Regions from separate parts of the Lactuca sativa genome. Here region 1 is linked to region 2. The links are chromatin contacts, called in public Hi-C maps. All regions are on one chromosome and are shown on one strand. Each heading gives the region's core, a stretch centred on a gene start, on an enhancer-like site or on the middle of the called end of the contact. The rest is flanking DNA. Distances are from core to core; before and after follow the strand shown.

The links. A called contact is a pair of places that touch in the nucleus more often than the background predicts.
Region 1: a contact with region 2 is called in a Hi-C map of seed, with 4 times the contacts expected there. The contact joins the promoter of LOC111906271 here to the promoter of LOC111889836 in region 2. A contact is called at or near these places in 2 of 4 Hi-C or Micro-C datasets (leaf and seed).

What each region holds. Positions count from the first base shown.
Region 1 is chr4:4,943,589-4,947,850 of Lsat_Salinas_v11, forward strand. It overlaps LOC111906271 (urease), which reads left to right and starts at 2,503. Exons shown (of 17, transcript XM_023902032.3): 1 at 2,503-2,655; 2 at 2,907-3,035; 3 at 3,618-3,691; 4 at 3,833-3,878; 5 at 4,007-4,112; 6 at 4,198-4,262. The coding sequence starts at 2,910. It overlaps LOC111906272 (probable pre-mRNA-splicing factor ATP-dependent RNA helicase DEAH4), which reads left to right. Exons shown (of 15, transcript XM_023902033.2): 9 at 1-106; 10 at 201-324; 11 at 408-555; 12 at 653-722; 13 at 828-988; 14 at 1,126-1,301; 15 at 1,721-2,023. The coding sequence ends at 1,874.
Region 2 is chr4:4,537,884-4,541,780 of Lsat_Salinas_v11, forward strand. LOC111889836 (pre-mRNA-splicing factor ATP-dependent RNA helicase DEAH7) reads right to left here and starts at 1,761. Exons shown (of 13, transcript XM_023885994.3): 1 at 1,413-1,761; 2 at 1,232-1,338; 3 at 995-1,050; 4 at 558-900; 5 at 398-462; 6 at 70-301. The coding sequence starts at 1,000.

The sequences.
Region 1 (4,262 bases), core at 1,253-3,752, 410 kb after region 2:
GATGCACCTTCGCATGAGTCTTTACAAGATGCTCTTAAACAGTTGTTTCTGATTGATGCTTTAGACGAGAATGGGACTATTACGCCTATAGGAAAAACAATGTCAGGTATTTTGTTTCCTTTTTTTTTTTTTTTTTAAACTGGATCCTTATGATGATTGCTGAATTGAAACAATATACTGAAAATTTTAGTTTTTGATAGAGCTTCCTTTGGAACCTTCACTTGCAAGGACTTTAATTGAGGCGAATGAATATGGTTGTTTATCTCAAGCTTTGAGTGTAGCTGCTATGTTATCAGTGGAAGGTACTTTGCTTCCTGGACGAAGGTATACTTATTCAAACATGTTATTAAAAGAAAAAATCTTCACGATTTTGTAAATATTAAAATTTTTCCATTTCTTATTTGCAGCAAAAACACAGACAGGAAGAGAAAGCATCCTCCTTCAGATCTTCCTGATGGGTCTGGTTTGGGTGATCACATCCAGTTACTTCAGATCTATGAGCTTTGGGATGAAGTTGACTATAGTATTGACTGGTGTAAAGATAACAACCTACAGGTTTTAATTATTTTTGTAAAATTGCATACAGTTATTTTTTGGTATGTGTGAGCCGTATAAGACTAATGATTGTTTTGTTGAAATTTGGTATATTCAGGTACGTGGGATGCTATTTGCTAAAGATGTTCGGAAACAATTGTCGCAAATAATGCAGAAGGTTGCAAAAGGTTAGCAATAGAAACATATTTTCTCAAATATATGCTTTAACTTTTCAGATTATAAAATGGACGCATAGTTTAATGGAAGTGTGTGTTTGATTATTACTGAAACAGGAGGCTTAGATATAAAAAGAAAGGAAAGAAGGAGAGATAGAGAAGAAAATTATAAGAATCTAAGAAAGGCTTTGTGTGTGGGGTATGCAAGCCAGCTGGCAGAGCGGATGATTCGTCATAACGGTTACCGGACTCTTGGCTTCAAGTCTCAACTTGTCCAGGTAAAATAAACAACCAACAACAAGAGAGTCGGTAATGACTCATTCCATTCCAACATGATAACGGAGTGGTAATTACCGATTCCATTCCATGTATGATCTAACTAACTCTAACCAAATGGATTTTTGTGTGTTGGTAGGTGCACCCGTCTTCCGTGCTGCGAACAGATGAAGAAGGAATGCTTCCAAATTATGTTGTGTACCATGAACTTATTTCTACTACACGCCCATACATGCGCAATCTGTGTGAAGTAGAGATGCAATGGGTGACCCCAATATTGCAAAAGCTTGAGAAGCTAAATGTCAACAAACTAAGGTACATAAAACTTTAACTTGTTCAGACCTACATTTATATTCTATACACATACATATACATAGACTTATATATAGTTAAGCATTTTTTACCAATAATAGAAATATAACCCATAATAGCAACCTTTAAACATACTTGCAATTCATTTTCCATAAGTACATTGTTATTACCTGCATTATACCCTTGACAAAAATGGAAGCACAATGTACTTTCATTATTTAATTTATTTAGTCACTAGTGATTAATCCATTATGTTTTTTTTTTTTTAACTTGGAAAAAAATCATTTTTTTAGGTTACCAATGGTTTTCTTTATACACTAATCGATAAAATGGTGAAAGTACAAGTGCTTTACTGTATTTTACGGTGTATATATATATATATATTGTATCTATCTATATTCATATATGAATCTTTGGAGCAGTGGTGGATCGAACCAGGCCGAGGAGGCGAGCACAACCGATGATTTGGGTGGTCCCCAGAGAGAGAGAGAGAAAGAGGTGAAAAATGGAGATGACTCCAACGCTAGAATACAAGCAGCTCGGGACCGCTTTCTAGCCCGGAAAGGAAATAAATAGACAAAAGATTTGACCATCATGTAATAGAGAAAAAACACAACTGTTGACAATATATACACAATCTATGGGTTTTACCCAATTGGTATCTAACTAACTCTTCCAGTATAGTGGTTGTAAGTCGAAACATTAAATTTCATTTTTTACCCTTATGTTTTGTATAACTGTCATCCTTGTTCTTATGGTTTCAAAGCCTTTTGGTTAATGCAACACATGAAATTAATTGTCCATCGACTTTGACCTTGTAACCCAGTAAAACCAAGTTTCAAAAGTTATACACAACCTTTTTATGCAATGAACTAAGTTTTTTTTTAATATATAACATGAACAAGTTACATACACCATTGATTTTATATTCATAAAAAAAACTTGTTCTAAAGTTTTTTATATTGTTAAAATTGCAAAAAAAAACCTTGTCACTATAGCTTTAAGATTGAAGGAAATTGTTTTTGTATGTTAGAAGGACTTGATGGAAATTGGAAAAAGAATATATGTACCACTCAGTTTTGGTTTTGTTAATAAAATCAACAAAATCACCACAAAACTTGTGGTTAACGAACGCATCATTGATGCAAAATGGTTTCGGGTCAACCGTCAAGGGACTAAAATATAACAACATAATGTTTGAAGGAGCCAATCTGAAAATTTCCAGTTCCCGTAATTCCACCTATGGAGATAGCACAGCAGCAATATGATTTTAGATTCATAACAGAGGGTCAACACAGCCTTCGCTCTCACTCCCTAAAGCCTACTACTCTACTACAACGCTCAGTTTCAATCATCGGTGAGACTCGGATCCTATTTTCAATAGACAGAATCATATAATCACAAATTTTAAACAAATGTAGAATCGCTGGTTGTTTGTTTCAGCTATTGGATTTGTATCTTTGAAATATCTTACAATTCATCATCATCGTAATCTAGGAGTTTAATCCAATTGTTTGATCGATTTTGTTGTTTGTGTTTATGCTGACGTTTTTTTTTTTTTTTTTTTTTTTTTTTTTTTTTTTTTTTTTTTAATTTATGAAATGAAAGACGATGAGGTTGGCGCCGAGGGAGGTGGAGAAATTGATGTTACACAATGCTGGATATTTAGCGCAGAAGCGTCTTGCTCGTGGATTAAGGCTTAATTACACCGAAGCTGTTGCACTTATTGCCACTCAGGTAGTTGATTTAATTAATTCACTTTGATATTATGTGGCAGTCGATTTGTATCTCTAAGCAACCGATGCTATTTTAGAATGACTGTTGGGGAATCATATTGAACATAGAACAGGGTATTGATAATCAATACCTTGGATATTGAAATTGGATCATGTGAGACACTTCAAGTTTTGGCAAAAACACGATCTCCAATGGCTAAATTCGTATTAGGCTTGTTAATGCAAATGAATAAACATCAATGACAATTATCGATGATTGAAAGCAGTTTTGGTTACATGAAAAGAGGCAGAGTTTGACTCATAAGTTGAAGTTAATCGTGGTCCATATCTCCATAAATACCAACATTCTTCTGTTAGTAATAGCAAAATTCTTCTGTTTGTAAAGTTAAAAACAGTTATGATCCAGTTTCAATAAATAAGAAGCATCAAAATCTACTTGAAATTTAGACTTAGATCTTTTTCCAAAATGGGAAATGCTGATTTTTTAGGTCAAAAAGACTAATATTAACTTTGTAATTGCATGATTCGTTTTGATTTTCTTGAAAATAGTTTGATAACAAAGTTAAACCATCCCTATTGTTAGATTTTGGAGTTTGTACATGATGGTGACAAAAGTGTGGCAGAATTGATGGATGTCGGGAGACAGCTTTTAGGAAGGTACATTGTAATATATATATATATATATTTTTGAAAGAGTACATTGTAATATATTACTCAACAAATAACTTGCTTCTTTTAACAATCAATCTGATATTTGGACACAATTAACAAATCTTACATATATATTTTTGTCATCAGGAGACAAGTTCTTCCAACAGTTCCACACCTTTTGGATTCTGTCCAGGTCAATATTTCTCATTTGATCTCAAAACTTCCTCTTGTATTACATAAGCCTAAAATCTGTTCCACTTTACTATCCGAGTTTATCAATTTGCATCAACTCTTTTTCATTGATGCTTAAATTATGTTTAGGTAGAGGGAACCTTTCCTGATGGAACAAAGTTAATTACTGTACATGATCCAGTATCTTGTGAAAATGGAAATCTTGAAATGGCTTTACATGGATCTTTTCTTCCAGGTCAGCAATCTGTTCTTTCATCTTTACAGATCCATTTTACTTATCCTGCCTGCTAAATTTGATTGACATTTTGTTGCTTCTGCAGTTCCTTCACTTGAAAAGTTTCCAAATATAGAAACTTGTAAGATTCCTGGTGAACTAATCTTCAGA
Region 2 (3,897 bases), core at 511-3,010:
CACGTGATTCATTTTTAATAATGAGCAAATTGAACTGATAAAATAGTTATTACAAAAGTTAGTGCATACCAGGTGTCCTCTTTGAACTTTCATATCTGCTTCTTTTATTCCCATAATCTCTGTAGTCTTTTCCATAACGAGGTGATTGTTCCACATGGTTTCTCTCATCTCTATCACTACTGTAATGTCTCCTTCTTGAATCATCTCTGCTATCATACCTACGCCTATCATACTCTGTTGGATCATATCTATCACTCCGGTGTTGACTACTTCGGGAACTTCTAGATGAAGGAGTAACATCCTAAAATATCCAAATATGAAGTTAAGATAAATGTATGAACATTGAACAATCTAATATATAATATACAAAGAAGAAGGTAGCATCCTCTAAACTTACCTCAGAGTGTGAACCATGCCTAGCAGATCTGCCACCAGCTCGTTCTTCTTCAGTGATTTGACTTTCTGCAACATTCATAACAGTCAGATAGATCATAGAAGTTGATGTGTTTGTAAAGAGTTCATTAGAACAAGTTAAAAAGGTATCACAGGAATAATACCTGAACCAGATGTTTTGCTCCCAGTGGAATCACGATATTGTCTGCTTGTATAATTGCGACCACTGCTGGATACACCACTACCAACTTCATCAAGACCTGTAAGTGAGGATGTGGTTTTTTCCACATCTTCATCAAGAGATGTCATCATAGAAGAAATTTTTTCTTTAGGAACTTTAAATGATCCTTCAGCTCGTTTTGCACTTGCAAGAGCATCCAATCCTAGTAATGATTTCCTCTCAGGCGCTCTGAAGACAACCCTATCTTTCCCAGGCAATTGTAATCCTCCGCCACCGCTGTTATCAGGTTCCAATGTCTCCTTTATCTTGTCAATGTCAATTGGATTCTGTTTGTCAAAGTTTGAAAATCAAATAAGTTAATAACTGAGAAGAAGTATTTATGCTTTGTTAAAGAATAAACAGTTCATATTCTAAACTAACCTCCATGATCTGTGTTGACGAAGCTAAAACACAGCACCAATCAATAGAAAGAAAATCTGTTTATAATCAATTTAAATGAATAGAGATTAGTAAAAAAAATATATTAAAATCGCTGCATAAAAACTATAGTTCTAATGATCATGCCCTGATCCAATGCGGCAGAGGTAGGGTTTCAGAATTGTACTTAGAAATCAATAATAAGAAGAAATTGAGAAGGCAGATGGTAGATGGATGTACCAGGAACACCGTTGACGTTCGTAAGCGGAGAGGCGCTGGATGTGCCGAGTCAGGAACAGAACTTCGATCAAGAAGAGATTTTGGTTTTTAGGGTTTATAATTGGATTCTAGATAAGAATACAGCTGATTTAAACACGAATCGACAATACAAATATTAAGAATATGAAAAAAGATTTCATACCTTTAATGGTAAGATTCTAAGTGAATAAAGAAACCTTGAAGCAGAACTATTGAGAGGGATGAACTGTGAAAATATGTTCTAAGAATATTGTGTGAAACAGAAATATGAAGGTGAGGGTGGATTTGTGGCGATGTCGGTGAAGAATTAAGAGTAATTGAAAAAAGTTGTGGTCGTTTGAAGGAAAAACCCTAAGGAGGGTAGGGGCGGAATCGTCAGGAATGATGGTCGATACCCAAGACCATCGACTAGCGATAGCCAAAGACTGGCGAGACAGGGAGAGACGAGAGCCGTATTGGTCAATTGCTTGGGCGAAGGATTTCAAAAATTTTGTTTTTGACCGACTTAACGGCCAAGCATTGAGTTTTTTTTTTCAGAAAATTATAAATTTAGGGGCAGTTTGATTTAAACAAGTAAGTGTTGACTCCTGACTTGGTTAGCAGCCTAGTTGTTTGATAGATGCAATATGTAGCTGACTCATTGAACATTGTTGACCCAAATGGCTTAGTCAGTAAGCCTAAAAATCTTTGTTGGCAGGAAAAGAAAAAGCCCAAATGACTTACTCAATAAGCCTAAAAATCTTGACTGACTTGAAAAAAAACCAACAACCCTTAATTTCTTTTATTTTCCATCGTCTTCCATTCAAGACCTAAAACAAACACGCTGAAAAAAATAGTTCCATTTGATTAGTCAGCTCATCCTCAACATCTCACATCGGCGACTTCCCTTGAATAGCATCTCCGACCGGCGACGACATTCACATCATCAGCAACGACGTCTACAACAGGTAACGTATTTTGCCTTTTTTTGTTTTTTTTTTCTGAAATCACAAAAATGTTAATGTCAAGTGAAATTATTGATTTCATTCTTCTTGGATTGAAATGCTTTAAAGGGTGTGCATAAAATCAGTTGATAATGTATATTTATGTATGAAATCTGATTTTCTCTATATGAACTAGTGTGTGATTTTAATATGAACTAATGTGTGAATAAAATCAGATTTTAGGTATGTGAAATCAGAAAATGTTGTATATGTTGGTCTAAAATCAGATAATGTTGAATATGTTGTATATGTTTGTATGAAATCAAAACTTAGAAAATGTTATATGCTTATGAAATCAGAATTTATTTGTATGAAATCAAAATTGATGTTGTATATGTTGTTAAAAATGTGATGAAAACAAATGTTGTGTCGTCGTTCCGTTAGCAAGACACCGGTTGGCCAATTTAATCTCCGGTCGGAACATGTAGTCACAATCAAACACTACGTCAGACGCTCTCCGGGAGGGGATCCAGGGAGGACGCTCTGACGATCTATTCAGCAATATAGGGGAGAGACTTAGCAGGATATGAGAGAGAAAGAGAGAGGGAGAGAGAGAGAGAGAGAGAGAGAAAGAGTGAGAGAGAGAGAGAGAGAGAGTAAAATAAATTGTACCTTTTAGGGGCTTCCTAAGTCCCTTGTATAGTTAGGGTTTCAGGTAGAGGGGAACAGAATAACGACATTTGATATATCGGGTTGTTACTATCTAATCTTTCATATGTTCTGATTGGGGTAGAGGGAATAAATGATAGTGGCCCGTGCACAACTGTACTGACGTCTTCCTTTGTATGACAACCTATAGCCTTGCTTAGGGAGAAAGAGACTTTCCCCTAGATGACGTTGTCTAGTTTTGCCCTGAAAGGGGTAAAATAATGAGAATGTAACCCAAACTACATCAATTATAGTTTACAATATATGTTTCATTTGAACTGATAACTGTTGTGTCATAAGATGTTCTGTATGCACATGTTTTCATGTAATAGTTATAGAAACTGTAAGAAAACATAAACAATTGTTTGAAATTTTACATTAAGTTTCCTTGTGTTTTACTTGTATCCCCCCCCCCCTTTAAAACATGGAAAAAAGTTATAAAAAATGTAGGGGTATGAACTCACTTGATAAATGGTGATTTGGGCAGCGCTTCGTTTCTAGAAATGATTTTACTTAATGAAACCTCTAGTTTCTGATGAACACCAGGCTTTATGCGGGCAGAGTTTCGACTGAAAAAAGATTATTTTCTCGAGGACTTTGATGGCTTCGGGCTTTCTTCGGGTGTTAGGGGGTTTCCTTAGGCGTCGGGGGGTTTAACGTGGCTTAAAAAGGTGTTTAAAGGTAAAGACGGAGTGAAATTTCTAAACTAAACCCGGAGGCCTCGCATCCTATTTATAGGAGGCTTCTGACCTCGGTATGCAGGGCGTTCCTACGAGGGACGCTGCGCGTTCCAGAGCGCAATGTGTTCCTTCATACGCAGCGCGTTCGGTGAGATGTGGTTGCGGATTGTTTTTCGGGTTTCGGACGTGTCAATGGTTCGAGATACGTGTCCACCTGCATGCGAACACGGGGCGTTCCCTCGAACGCATGGCGTTCCCCTTCGGATAAGCCTCGAAGTGTGTGTCCAAAACTTCAAAAATTCATAATTTTTGCATACGAACTCCGTTTTCGACGTTC